Linked DNA regions of Mus musculus: all the other regions are linked to region 3. Evidence: chromatin contacts called from public Hi-C and HiChIP or PLAC-seq data. All regions are on one chromosome and are shown on one strand. Each heading gives the region's core, a stretch centred on a gene start, on an enhancer-like site or on the middle of the called end of the contact. The rest is flanking DNA. Distances are from core to core; before and after follow the strand shown.

Evidence for each region. Hi-C and Micro-C count contacts between places; a contact is called where the count stands out from the background. HiChIP or PLAC-seq counts read pairs in DNA pulled down with a chosen protein or histone mark.
Region 1: an H3K4me3 HiChIP or PLAC-seq map of forebrain shows a contact between it and region 3, with 5 times the contacts expected there. The contact joins the promoter of Nefm here to the enhancer-like site in region 3. A contact is called at or near these places in 7 of 39 promoter capture datasets (cranial neural crest, embryonic stem cells, liver and 1 more), 2 of 484 Hi-C or Micro-C datasets (embryonic stem cells and nephron progenitors), 8 of 115 datasets of contacts at active chromatin or transcription factors (astrocytes, cardiomyocytes, embryonic basal ganglia and 5 more) and 1 of 9 other capture datasets (embryonic stem cells).
Region 2: a Hi-C map of the N1E-115 cell line shows a contact between it and region 3, with 2.6 times the contacts expected there. The contact joins two enhancer-like sites. A contact is called at or near these places in 3 of 39 promoter capture datasets (cranial neural crest, embryonic stem cells and liver), 4 of 484 Hi-C or Micro-C datasets (the N1E-115 cell line, cortical neurons, embryonic stem cells and 1 more) and 5 of 115 datasets of contacts at active chromatin or transcription factors (a beta-TC-6 cell line, embryonic basal ganglia, embryonic forebrain and 2 more).

The regions. Positions count from the first base shown.
Region 1 is chr14:68,121,836-68,126,511 of GRCm38.p6, reverse strand. Nefm (neurofilament, medium polypeptide) reads left to right here and starts at 1,508. Exons shown (of 3, transcript NM_008691.2): 1 at 1,508-2,772; 2 at 3,567-3,691. The coding sequence starts at 1,699. A230070E04Rik (RIKEN cDNA A230070E04 gene) reads right to left here and starts at 2,760. Exons shown (of 3, transcript NR_045897.1): 1 at 1,684-2,760; 2 at 816-994.
Region 2 is chr14:68,157,270-68,161,702 of GRCm38.p6, reverse strand. No RefSeq gene overlaps it. Among named protein-coding and RNA genes, the nearest start is that of Nefm, 34 kb to the right of the region's middle. Within about 2 kb of position 2,347, at least 4 of the 459 cell types and tissues checked have an H3K27ac peak or open chromatin away from gene starts, as enhancers often do. A contact at or near this core is called in the N1E-115 cell line, where this site is marked.
Region 3 is chr14:68,449,025-68,453,472 of GRCm38.p6, reverse strand. All of the region lies in intron 2 of Gm41190 (a long non-coding RNA gene), which reads left to right. The region is part of intron 1 of Gm31227 (a long non-coding RNA gene); the gene reads right to left. Among named protein-coding and RNA genes, the nearest start is that of Gm41190, 10 kb to the left of the region's middle. Within about 2 kb of position 1,887, at least 21 of the 459 cell types and tissues checked have an H3K27ac peak or open chromatin away from gene starts, as enhancers often do. A contact at or near this core is called in the N1E-115 cell line, where this site is marked.

The sequences.
Region 1 (4,676 bases), core at 259-2,758, 330 kb after region 3:
CCCCCACCCCCGCAGGACTGCAGTCCATCTCTCACTTTCTCTGTCAAGACTCTGAACTTTTTCACTCTGAATCTTCCCAAACTGTAATCCAAAATAGAAGGACATTTTCAGTTCAAATATACAGTCAAAGGAAACCCCTGTAGAATGTTTGTTTAAATAAGCATGCTTAAGGGATGGTGGGTCCAAATCGGTCATCAAAATCAACATAAGGAAATAGGTTGCGTTTTTAAATGGGGGCAGAGGGACCACCTGGCTTATTCAAGACTGAGATGAGGCTGTCCAGTTACCTTTCAATTAATTTAAAACTAATTCAGTTGCCCTGTCGGTTGTAACAGTACACGTAAGTAGTACCCAGACAGAAAGATGACTATGCAGTTTTCAAACTTAACATACACACTATCTCCCTGGGTTTTTTTTTTTTTTTCATCTCGGATTTCCCCTTCCCGGTGAGTAGTTGACCTTCAAATTTCAGGCCTTGTGTCTCCTCCTTCCCTAACATCCCTCACTTATTGGTAAAGTCAAACTGGGTTTCAAGTCTCTATTTTCCTTAACTGAGTTGAATGGCTTTTAGTTGATTTCAAAATCTGCAGTCTGTTCATTGTGCCAACTCTGCACTGTCTTAGTGTGGGATTTCCAGCTTGTTCCCTACAAACAAACAGCCCCTACAAACAGGTTTAATAGTATTCACTGGAGGAGATGAGCCAGAAGTGACCCTCCTCTGGACTCTGGTAGGCTGCGAACCCAGCAGAATCCCATGGGCACGCCTGGGCGCTGTCCTTGGTGCTGCCGGATCCTTGGGCGTCACAGCGCCTTACCTGCTGGAAGCTGCAGTCGTCCCCCAACAGTTAAGCAGACTGGAGTGCCACTTTCCACTTTTAACACAAATGACTACCCCGGCCTGTCTTCTTTGTCCCCTTTCCGGAGGTTTCCGGCGGGCCATTCCTCAAAAACTCTCTCTTTTTTTTCTTCTGCATAACTCTCAGCTCATCTCTTGCTGCTTTAAGACGAGGAGTGGGGGGGGGGGGAGACAAGAAAGACAAGGATGGATGGGGGAACAAAAAGAGAGTTGGGGGTTAAGGGGTGAAAGTCGAGGCTGCAAAGAAAAAAAGTCCCAGGGGAAAGGGCTTCAAGGGAAATGCCGGATGAAGAAAAAAAAAAAAAAGTAGAGGGAGAAGGGCCTCGTGGAGAGGTGGGAGGGGTGTGTGTGATAAAGAACAGCGGACCCTACGGCCAAAAGTAAGGAAGAAAGAGACTAAGAGGTAGGGGGCCAGACGAAAGTCAGGAAGCCAGAGAAGAGCTGCTCAGAGGGCCGAGAGTGGCGAGACAAAGAAAGGGCGCTGGGAAAGGGCACTTGCGCCAAAGCTGTGAACTGCAAACTGCTGGTGAAAAAGCAGAGAAGGGCAAGCTACCGGGTGACAAGAGGTCTGGAACTCAAGGGGACGCTAGGAAAAGGCCGGCCCGGCGACACCCAAGTGTGGGGTCCAGTGTGGTGCGGGCCCACGTGGAGCGGCCGCTGAATCACCGCAAGGCTTGTCTCCCCCTTCCCCCCACCCCCGGCCCGGTACCCGCAGTCCCCGCCTCCTCGGCCGCCGCCTCCACGGGGCGGGGCCCTGGCCCGGGACCAGCTGCTCCGCTATAAAGGGGCTGCGGCGAGGCCGGCAGAACGCTGTGACAGCCACACACCCCAAGGCCTCCAAGATGAGCTACACGCTGGACTCGCTGGGCAACCCGTCCGCCTACCGGCGGGTCACCGAGACCCGCTCCAGCTTCAGCCGCGTGAGCGGTTCCCCGTCCAGCGGCTTCCGCTCGCAGTCCTGGTCCCGCGGCTCGCCCAGCACCGTGTCCTCCTCCTACAAGCGCAGCGCGCTCGCCCCGCGTCTCGCCTACAGCTCGGCTATGCTCAGCTCGGCCGAGAGCAGCCTCGACTTCAGCCAGTCCTCGTCGCTGCTCAACGGCGGCTCCGGCGGCGACTACAAACTGTCCCGCTCTAACGAGAAAGAGCAGCTGCAGGGGCTGAACGACCGCTTCGCCGGCTACATCGAGAAAGTGCACTACTTGGAACAACAGAACAAGGAGATCGAAGCAGAGATCCAGGCACTGCGGCAGAAGCAGGCCTCGCACGCCCAGCTGGGTGATGCTTACGACCAGGAGATCCGAGAGCTGCGCGCCACCCTCGAGATGGTGAACCACGAGAAGGCTCAAGTGCAGCTGGACTCCGATCACTTGGAGGAAGACATCCACCGGCTCAAGGAGCGCTTCGAGGAGGAGGCGCGGCTGCGGGACGACACCGAGGCTGCCATTCGCGCGCTGCGCAAAGACATCGAAGAGTCGTCGATGGTTAAGGTGGAGCTGGACAAGAAGGTGCAGTCGCTGCAGGATGAGGTGGCTTTCCTGCGGAGCAATCACGAAGAGGAGGTGGCCGACCTGCTGGCTCAGATCCAGGCGTCGCACATCACGGTAGAGCGCAAAGATTACCTGAAGACAGACATCTCCACGGCGCTGAAGGAGATCCGCTCCCAGCTCGAGTGTCACTCAGACCAGAACATGCACCAGGCCGAAGAGTGGTTCAAATGCCGCTACGCCAAGCTCACCGAGGCGGCCGAGCAGAACAAGGAGGCCATTCGCTCTGCCAAGGAAGAGATCGCCGAGTACCGGCGCCAGCTGCAGTCCAAGAGCATCGAGCTCGAGTCGGTGCGAGGCACTAAGGAGTCCCTGGAGCGGCAGCTCAGCGACATCGAGGAGCGCCACAACCACGACCTCAGCAGCTACCAGGTAGGAACCGCGGCTGCGCGGCCGGCCTGCGCCAGCGCCAGCGCCGCGCGCCCCCGACACGACACTCGAGAGCGCGCCCAGAGGCCCTCTTGGTCGCGCTCCCTGGTGGCCGCATTCCAGTGCGCGCACGAGCTTCGCAGACGCGGGTTAGCCAAAGCCCAAGGTCTGTGCTCCGCCCCTCCTCCTTGTCCCACCCACTTGCCGCAACTACTTAGAAATTCCCATCTCCTTCAAAAACTTGCTTTCCTACGATAGATTTTACTGTAAAAGTAAAAAGGCACATTCTGGTCGTTGAGAAACACACCGTTTAATAAGCAGGAGCACAGATAGTCTCTTGTATTCCTGCCTCCTTCTTCGCTCCCCTTCCCCTCCCCCACCCATATCTCCACCCCTCCTCCTCACCCCCTTACTCTCCACTCCCCCCCCCCCCCGCCTCCAGCCGCGATGGGCGGAGCTCTCAAAGCTGGCTTCAGTCCAAAATTTGGGCGGGGATTGGGGGGGGGGCAAAGTCCGCTAGGGACCTTCCTCAGATTCCTCAGTGCTCCCTTCTAGGGGCATTCTAGGCTTGCCAGTCTCCGTGTGTGTTGTGCCTAGGAACTGTCTGGTTGATTTTTGTTGCTTTGTTTTGAATTTTACTATCATAAAAGAAGGAGGGATAGCTAGGAGGGATGTCTGCGAGGCTCATGGGACTGGCGGGGAAGGGGGAATTCCGGGGGTGGGTAGGAAAGGGCTCGGGGCAGGGAATAGCAAGTGTCTTGTGAAGGAAGTTTCTAGAGACTCCCTGTACCTTTCAGGACACCATCCAGCAGTTGGAAAATGAACTTCGGGGAACCAAGTGGGAAATGGCTCGTCATTTGCGAGAATACCAGGATCTCCTTAACGTCAAGATGGCCCTGGACATCGAGATCGCCGCGTACAGGTACAGGATCTCTGCAGACTTGGTCCAGACCCTACAGGCACTGCAGAGGCTGCTGCGAACAGCCTTCCCCACTTAAACCAAAGCTGGCCTAGTGAGACAGGCTCAGAGCCCTGACTCCCCAGCTCAGTTACGAACAGAATCCTAAGTATTACAGATACAGGTTTACCAACCTACTTCAGCTTTAAAGAGTGACTACGGAGAAGATCGGGGAGGAGGGTGGAACTGGGGGAGGGAACCAAAATATATTGTATGAAAAAGCCCAAATATGCACCAAAGAATAGTACTTTTGAGTTGCTGGGGGCGTAGCAATAGGTTTAAATTTTTGTTTCAAGCGTCTGTATGTCTGACAAGCAGATGAAGTTTTCATTTTTAGTATTTCATCTGATGGTTCTCTTTTATAAAGCCAAGGACAAACACCAGGTCATGCTTCTCTTCTCTTTCTGTTACAGCTTACTGTTGCCATCCTCTGGCTGAGACTAGATATAGGCACACTAGAATATAGGTGCACTTACTTTAAGTCTATGGATAATATACATGCATTCAATCTGGATAGAAATGTAAATTTAATATATATTTATCTACATATGTAAAGTGTGATACCCTCATATCTAGATCTAGACAAGCGTGTATGTATAAAAACATATAGAACTAGACATATAGGCAAATATAGGTTTGATCTCTTTATCTGTAAACTGGTTCTATCTAGGTCTCCTGAGTAATGCTGTCTTTCTGTTGGCCAGACTCAAAGCATACAGCTCTTGAGGAGGCAGTCACTTCCTGTAAGGCTGTTACAGCAAGAATAAGCTGCACTGTCTTTTTAAGGGAACCAAACGACTGTACCAAGAGACATTCTGTCACTGAACAAATTATAATTTGCTTCACCTATATTCGTATGTAGCTATAATTTAAATTCATCAACATTCTGACTTATGCTCAATAGTTTTAATTTTAAATTGAACATTTTATTTGCTTTTAAAACTCATAG
Region 2 (4,433 bases), core at 1,098-3,597, 290 kb after region 3:
GCAGATGCTGGCGAGGGTGTGGAGAAAGAGGAACACTCCTCCATTGTTTGTGGGATTGCAAGCTTGCACAACCACTCTGGAAATCAGTCTGGAGGTTCCTCAGAAAATTGGACATAGTACTACCGGAGGATCCAGCAATACCTCTCCTGGGCATATATCCAGAAGATGTCCCAACCGGTAAGAAGGACACATGCTCCACCATGTTTATAGCAGCCTTATTTATAATAGCCAGAAGCTGGAAAGAACCCAGATGCCCCTCAGCAGAGGAATGGATACAGAAAATGTGGTACATTTACATAATGGAGTACTACTCAGCTATTAAAAACAATGAATTTATGAAATTCTTAGGCAAATGGATGGATCTGGAGGATATCATCCTGAGTGAGGTAACCAAATCACAAAAGAACTCACTTGATATGGACTCACTGATAAGTGGATATTAGCCCAGAATCTTAGAATACCCAAGATACAATTTGCAAAACACATGAAACTCAAGAAGAAGGAAGACCAAAGTGTGGATACGTCATTCCTCCTTAGAATAGGGAACAAAATATCCATGGAAGGAGTTACAGAGACAAAGTTTGGAGCTAAGATGAAAGGATGGACTATCCAGAGACTACCCACCGGGGGATCCATCCCATAATCAGCCACCAAACCCAGACACTATTGCATATGCCAGAAAGATTTTGCTGAAAGGACCCTGATATAGCTGTCTCTTGTGAGACTATGCCAGTGCCTGGCAAATACAGAAGTGGATGATCACAGACATCTATAGGATGGAACACAGGGCCCCCAATGGAGGAGCTAGAGAAAGTACCCAAGGAGCTGAAGGTGTCTGCAACCCTATAGGTGGAACAACAATATGAACTAACCAGTACCCCCAGAGCTTGTGTCTCTAGCTGCATATGTAGCAGAAGATGGCCTAGTCGGCCATCACTGGTAAGAGAGGCCCCTTGGTATTGCAAACTTTATATGCCCCAGTACAGGGGAACACCAGAGCCAAGAAGAGGGAGTGGGTGGGTTCGGGAGCAGGGCAGGGAGAGGGTATAGGGGACTTTCGGGATAGCATTTGAAATGTAAATAAAAAAAATATCTAATAAAAAATGGGAAAATCAAAGAGAATGCAGTGGCTGCTGGGAGTGGTTGGGGGTAGAAAGGTGAAGCAAGGTGAAGGGACTTTAGGTTAGGGAAGCTACTCTGTAATGGTGGGTGCATGAAATCTGCCTGGTGTCCTTCTAAACTTGTAGGATGTAGATGATATACCATCAGGAGTGAGACCTAATGTCCACTGTGGAGGATATGTAGAATGAGTTCACTAGCTGTTACAGGCGATCCACTCTGATGAGGGACACTGATATTAGGGAGACTGTTGATGTAGGAAGCAAGGGCTCTGGGGTAATCTCTGAAAGACTAGGGCAGATATACATGCAGCTGTCATCTTCCCCTGTGTGATGCCTAGCTTAATTGTGAGCTTGGTACACGCTAGAATCACCTGGGAAGAGCATCTCCATGGGCATGTCTGGGAAAGATGATCTTAAGTTCATTGATAGGGGAAGACCCAGTGTACTGTGGGCAAGCATCATTTCCTAGGCAGAAAAGAGGACTAACAAGATCAAGCCCAGAATAAATGGCCAAAAAAGGGTTTATCCATTCAAATGGCCAAAAGAGGGTTTATCCATTCATTTCTCTTTGTTCTTGTGAATGTGATATCACTAGTTGTTTAAAATTACTGCCTTGAGCTCCCCTCTAACGATGAACTATAGCCTGCATTATAAGTCTTTTCTCCTCCAAGTTGTTTTTTGTTGGGATATTTTATTGCAGCCACTGAAATGAAAATAGAACACTATGTCACCACTAAGACAGCTGTCATTACATTATGCCAATGACCTCTTGGCTGAAGTTCATCCAAAACACAAGCGATTACCTCCCTAGTAGAGTTGTGCAGTCTAGTCGTGTGTGTGTGTGTGTGTGTGTGTGTGTGTGTGTGTGTGTGTGTGTGTGTGTGTACCCACATGTCAATCTAGGTGAGAAAAAATAATAGCCAGTGTCAGCGAGCTCCTATAACACCTATAAGGAGTCTTCCCTAGAGATAAAGTTAATAACATCTGTTTCACTTGCCAATTTGGGAGACAGAACTGTGGCGCTATTTCCTGAAGCAGGAACAAATCGCCACCTCCCACAGGAATGATCCCCTTTCCCCGGAAACTGAGAAAGACAATCACAAAATTGTGGCACAAGAGTGGGCAGGAAAATGACTCAGGTATTGTGTCTTCTGTATTGTGTGATGCAAGGCATCACTCTGCAGATGGAGCTGGTGAGGTTATGTTAGGAAAATCCAAGTGTGCCTTGGCTCAGGACAGGACCTCTGACTGTGAGTATGAGGGCTTCCTTGCCTCACTCAAGATATGTAGCCTACTACATATCTTCCAATGTTCTTGATTACTACACTCCACTTAATAGACCAACTAACAACTTGATACACAGTTACTGTTCTTCCTCTGACCAACCAACCTATCTTTATTGAGATCTATGCTCAGGGATTGAGCACTGTGAGAGTTTTAATTGTCTACTTAACACAAGTTAGAACCACTTAGGAGTCTCTGTAAGGAATTGTCTCGGTCAGGTTGGTTGTGGGCATGTCTTGGGTAGAGGTTGTCTTGATTGCCTTAGTTGATATGGGAAGGCCCCATCTAAAAGTGGACGTCAGCATATTCTACTTTGGGGTCATGGACTATGTAAAGAGTAGGGCAAGCTTACTGAGTGTTGGGTTGGACACATTTATTCTCTCTCTGCTCTTGGATGTGACACAGCCAGCTGCCTTGACTTCTGGAATTCTGAGCCAAATAAACGCTTTCTCCCTCAGGTTGAATCTTATCAGGATATATTATCACAGCAGCAAAGGTGAAACTAGGCCAGTAGCTGAATAAACTAAAAGTCGGCTCTTAAGAGGCCCAGGACTTCCTCACTAATACCATTTTCTGCCAGCAGCCACAGCCTAGAAAACAGCAGCATTATCTATTTTGCAAGAGGTAAAATGAGTCAGAATAATTTAAGAGATAAATAGTAAAACATGCTAAACACTAAACTCAGGAAGTGCTCCTGCCAGGAGTAGCATTTTACTTGGTCATGGGAAATAAAATACAGTCTAAGAAAATCTCTACACAGGCAGGCAGCATGCCATTCATCTATTCTCTCTCTAGAAGGCGCCTCCTCCCAGAACCACACAGCACCAGTGGTACACTGCTGACTGGGAAACCCCAGCTCTCCAGAAAATCAAGGAGACCCATTCCATGTGGTATGTATTCAGTCACAGAACCTCCTGCTGACTGTATAAAAGTGAGCCCCTCTCACACGGTGGGGACATAGTTTAGTGGTAGAATATGGTTTTCTATCTTGAAAGGGACCATAGGTTTCATTCCTTAGCACCAGAGAACCATAGATGGGGTGGGATGATGGAAGAAGGGAGCAGGATTGGTGATAACACATAAAAATCATATTCTGAGCAATATCTAACAAGGCATGGAGTATTCTTCGCAACCATCCTTAACTCTGAGGAGAACCAACACAGGGGCAATGGGGACACAGTGGAATCAACAGAAAATAGGCCACAGGGAAGAGAAAAGCACTGCTCCAGAGAGGCTGTGGGTCAGACCTGATTGAGCATACTCATGAATTATGCAAAGATGCATATCCACGTATGCTGTTAGCAATGCACTTACTTATAATAAAAGAGAAGCAGAATAAATGTCATGAAAGCCTTCCCTGTAGTGTTTGCTCTCAGTGAACAACTTCCATCCTTTCCCAGGAAATCAAAGACCTAAATTTCAGGTATCGGACTTAGCCCCCAGCCCATAGGAAGTGTTTGATTTTCATTTTTTACTCCTTCCTCTGCCCTCAAGACCACACCTCTCTCCTATTAATACTCATTCAAATTAGTTGGGTAATTTCTTACACGTGCACGTGTCATTGTAAAATGTAGCTTTATGTGTCTACTACATAGGTTCAGTTTACATGAATTCTGTGCTTTACAATTTGCTGTAATTCTTGTTTCTTTTTGTCAGGTCCCATGATGTGTAGCTGTTACATGGTCTCACAGATCTGTACAGTATTCCACCAAATTCAATCTCTTCTTTACATCTCTCTGTCCCACTAGTTACATTGCACGGTTACATGGCTTCCATAAACTCCCCTATACCGAATTTCTGCAATGCTGTGAGCTTCTCTGTAGTAAACACCTCCAGACGGATCTGCTGCTGTGATGAAGACTTCTTATCAAAAGCAGCATTTCCTGGGGTGGAACTTATTTGTCTTACACTTCCAGGTCACATTCTATCACTGATAGAAGTCGGGGCAGAAGCTCAAGCAGGAACTGAAGCAGAAACCATGGAGGATGCTGTAGACTGCTTCACTCTTAGCTAGCTTTTTAACACAGC
Region 3 (4,448 bases), core at 638-3,137:
GGTTGACTAAAGCTTGGTGAAAGACATAATCTTTATCTTATTAAAAAGTGTCAGAAGACTTCACTTGAAATATATTTGTCTCCAAGTATCAAAAATCAAATATGAATCATCCACTATTTAATGAAAAAACAGGCACCTGCTGGCCTTCCTCCAGACGCTACCCTAAATGCAGAAGAAATAAACTCAAGTGGCTTGATCCTGACTGGGGAGTGTGGGGAGACCAAGCAGCAGGTTAATAATTGCAGTCATTAACATTAACAGAGTCATAAGACACACTGTAGAGAGAATTAATGCTCGCCAAAGAACAGAGCTATCGTGAGAACAGAAAGCTTAGAGGTGGACAGTTTTCTTCAGCACCTCTATGTTAAGTACATGCAGCTAGTGCAGTTTTAAAAAGGCTCTCATGTCTGATAAGACAACAGCGACATTGACCACTATAAGGAGAATAAAGAAATTTACTGTAGATTTCAGATAAGAGGGGTCCAGAGTAGTTGGCTTTGAATATGGTGAGGAATTTAGCAAGGCTGGTGTTCAGATCTTTGTGTGGGTTTGTGGGAACAGTAGGAGGTAGATATTGAGACAGGAATTTGCAATAATTGTAAAAGAGACAAGAGTTTAAATCACTGGAGAAGAAAAGACAACACAGCAAGTACACCGGGCAAGAACACAAATTCTGTTAAGGTGCAAGCAAGCCCAAGGAAAAGCACAGAGTCCATGGGGGAGATTAGGTTTTGTTATGCAAACTCAGCTGTTTCTAAGGAGAATGGATTAAGTTAATGAGATATGCAAATTTGCTAAATTACTCTGCAAATTAGAGAGAAAAGAATTCAAGTCAGTTTTTGTTTTTAAAATAAGAGGGGAAGCCTCAAGGTGGCTCAGCTGGTAAAGGTGGCTGAGCTAAGCCTCAGGCCCTGAGTTCGATTTCCAGGACCCACAGTGTGGAAGGAAGGGTTCCTACAAGCTGCCTTCTGACTTTCACAGGCATGTTATGGCATGCAGGTACCAACACACAAATAAATAATGTATAATAATAAATGAGTTAGAAATGAATAGGTGTGAGATTATAAAAGAATTGAAATCAGAGACAGCCTTGGAGGGAAATTAGAAAAATATTCCAAAAAAGGAAATTTGAAGTTGTAGAAGTTCAAGATTCATTAATGTTTTCTTTGTGGCTCTATCAGCCTGGCATAGGGTAGAGGCGTGGTCAGTTCTCAAGAAGCAATTCATTTCTACTTTGAGTTATTCGGTGCAGTTAAAAGACAATCTTTATCAGATACACTAGACCAGGACATGGGAAATTAGATTTCAAGAATGGACACAAAAATTGTCTGGAGGATTCCCCGTATCCCTAGGGGCAGGAAGGCTCCAGTCGGCCTCTGTTACATAGTACAGACAGGCACCAAGGAGGCACGTGGACAAAACACATTAGAATCCAGCTAGCTAGGCTCCTAGGCAAGTCATCAATGTTTACCCACATGTTGACATGCACACATATGCCTCTGCAGTTACACATCCTATTCAAAATCAGAGTGATGGTCCCATTGAGATGCTCCTTGTGAACCATCTTTCCTGTCTCCACGTCACTACTCTTCTACATTTATTGTCATGTTTAGACACAAGATGTTGCTTTGCTGTATGTGCCCAAATGCTACAGAAAATGATAGCTTTGATTTTATAAGTCTTTTGCGATGGCTGAGTCATTGCAAGAAGATAAGGGAAGCTTAAAAATATTTTCATGGTATACATAAAAATAAATCAGTAGGGCTTTTTCTATTTAAAAAAAAAAATCAATATTGCAGAGCAGACCTTTTGTGCATTCTGCAGGCTGCTGCTATCAAATTTTCATGTAGCCTTGTGAGTCCCAGGGGAAGCTCTGATTCATGCTGCAGATACTGCAGAGATGTGGGTGTGGTTTCCAATACAGAGGCTAGCTGCCTATGAATATTCATAGACACATTCTAGGTAAAATCCTCTAATGGTTTTCTGGGAACAGTGAAAATAGCAACAGTAAATTGCAAGCTAACCAGATACAAGCAGTTAAGGCTGGCAGGATGCTGCCGACTCCTCTAAAAATGGATCTAAGCAACTGCCAGACCCCAAACCTTCACCACAGAGAAAGTCACTCCTGAATTAATCTCCTTCCAAATAAGAAAAAATGTTATCAAAAAGAAGGGGTAAGAAATAAGAACGGAGGGAGACAGAACCTAACGAGCCCACCTCCAGTGGATGGATACACAGGGTCCTCAGTGGAGGCATGGGGACACTAACCCACCTTCAAAATTTTTGACCCAGAATTGTTCCTGACTAAAATACAACCATCTCTAATGAGATCTGAAGCCCCCTTCTGGTGTGTCTGAAGACAGTGACAGTGTAGTCACATAAATAAAGTAAATAAATAAATCTTAAAAATAAAATGTGATTTAAAAAACTGCAGGGACAAAAGTGAAGCAGAGACTGAAGGAATGACTGAACAGTACCGGACCGACTTGGAATCCATCCCATGGGCAGGCATTAAACCCTGACGTTATTGCTGATGCTATGTTGTACTTGCAGACAGGAGCTTAGCATGGCTGTCGTCTGAGAGGCTCTACCAGAAGCTGAGAGAGACAGGTGCAGATTCTTACAGTCAAGCATCGGACTGAGGTTGGAGACCCCTGTGGAAGAGTTAGGGGAAGGATTGAAGGAGATAAAAGGGATGGCAACCCCATAGGGAGAGCAACAGTGTCAATTAACCTGGACCCCTGGGAGCTCCCAGAGGCTGAGTCACCAACCAAAGAACATACACTGGCTGGTCCAGGGCCTCAGGCACATAGGTAGCAGGGGACTGACCTGTCTGGCCTCCATGGGAGAAGATGCTCCTAATCCTGTAGAAACTTGATTCCCTAGAGAAGGGGGATGGGGGAAGTAACCTCTCAGATGCAAAGGGGTGGTGGAGAGCTCTGGGAGGGGGGAACCAGGAGGCAGGGCAAAAAAGAAAAAATCATGTAATGATCAAACAATGCTCAAACATGGTGTCTGAAACTGGTTATTTCTAGATTCCCAGGAAGAATTTTGAAACTCTGATAGTCTCAAACTTCCTTTGCATATGATTTAGTTTCACAAAATTGTACACTTACAAGTGCCTTAAATTTTATCTCAATAACGAGCTGACCTTTGTACAAATTGGGCAAAGACATTATTACATAAAGAAAGCCAAAAGACACTCAAATTCCAAATCTAAAATTTACAACCACTGATAGTATGAGCTAATGATTTATCTACGGCCTAAATAAATTTATTCACACCAATTTATATTTGTTGAGGTTTCATATGTTGCTCGGTGATAGAGTAATTACAATACCCTGTTTGTCACTTCATGGAGCTGGTTCTTTCTTTCCACTTTTTCCTGGGTTCCTGGGATTGAACTCAGGCTGCCAGGCTTTTGCAGCAATCACCTTTGCCCTCTGTGCCCTATCACAGGCCCTGGAGGACAGGTTTTTGAACAGGAAAGAGAAGTAATACTAAATCGGATATGCATTAATAGATGGCAGGGTAATCTAAGCACGAGAAGCAAGGAATGTCACCTTTCCCAGTGGCGGGGGAACTACTTACTTCAAAATAGTAAAGGTGGGTTCTTCCATCATTACTGATGGGCTAGAAGTAAACCTCAAAAACTACTACCATTGTTAGCATTTTAATAATATTACTTCCTGGATAAAAAGTCTAATTGATGATGTTATTTCACTCATTTAAGACAGAAAAGTTTCTCGTTGACTAATTAAGATAGCCAAGAATTATATTCCACATGAGACACATCAAAATAGTATGTTTAGGCAAGCATACACCAATTAAGAGAAATGTTTTAGAAGCAGCCATCAAGAGCTTGGGGCAGATGCTATAAACCCTTGTCCCTCAAGCCTTCTGTAGCCCACATCCTTCTGAGCATTTGCAGGTAGGATTTACTCAAGCCTTCTGTGCTCATATGGGGGCATCTGTTTTGTGTAGAACTGGTCCCATAAGTTGTCTCACTAGGGGTAAGATTATACTGTGTTGTAAAAGACCACAGTATTTCTACAATTGTATCATTTAGAATCATGTTGTTTTAGAACAAATTTCTATGCCCTAGTTCAGGGCTAGCTGAGCAGTATGAATGGCTGAGCTTAGGATACTCAGGTGTACCAACCTCCTTGGTCTCTACAAGCTCTGTGATGTAACACTGGCCACTTAACTCCCTGACTGTTAGTCACTTCCTTCATACACTTCTTGGGCACCCGGTCTTATTATATAGCTAAGGCTGGCCTGGAACTCCCCTGGCTCTTTCTCTAGAACTTCAGTGATAAAATTACATAGATTGTTTGCATGCTGAGAGGGTTAAATAAGAAAATAAATAAATGTGGCTAGAGACTCCAAACATCTTAAGTTATTTTCCTGAATGTTGGTTCTGAATATGTCCCATGTCTTTGTCTCCT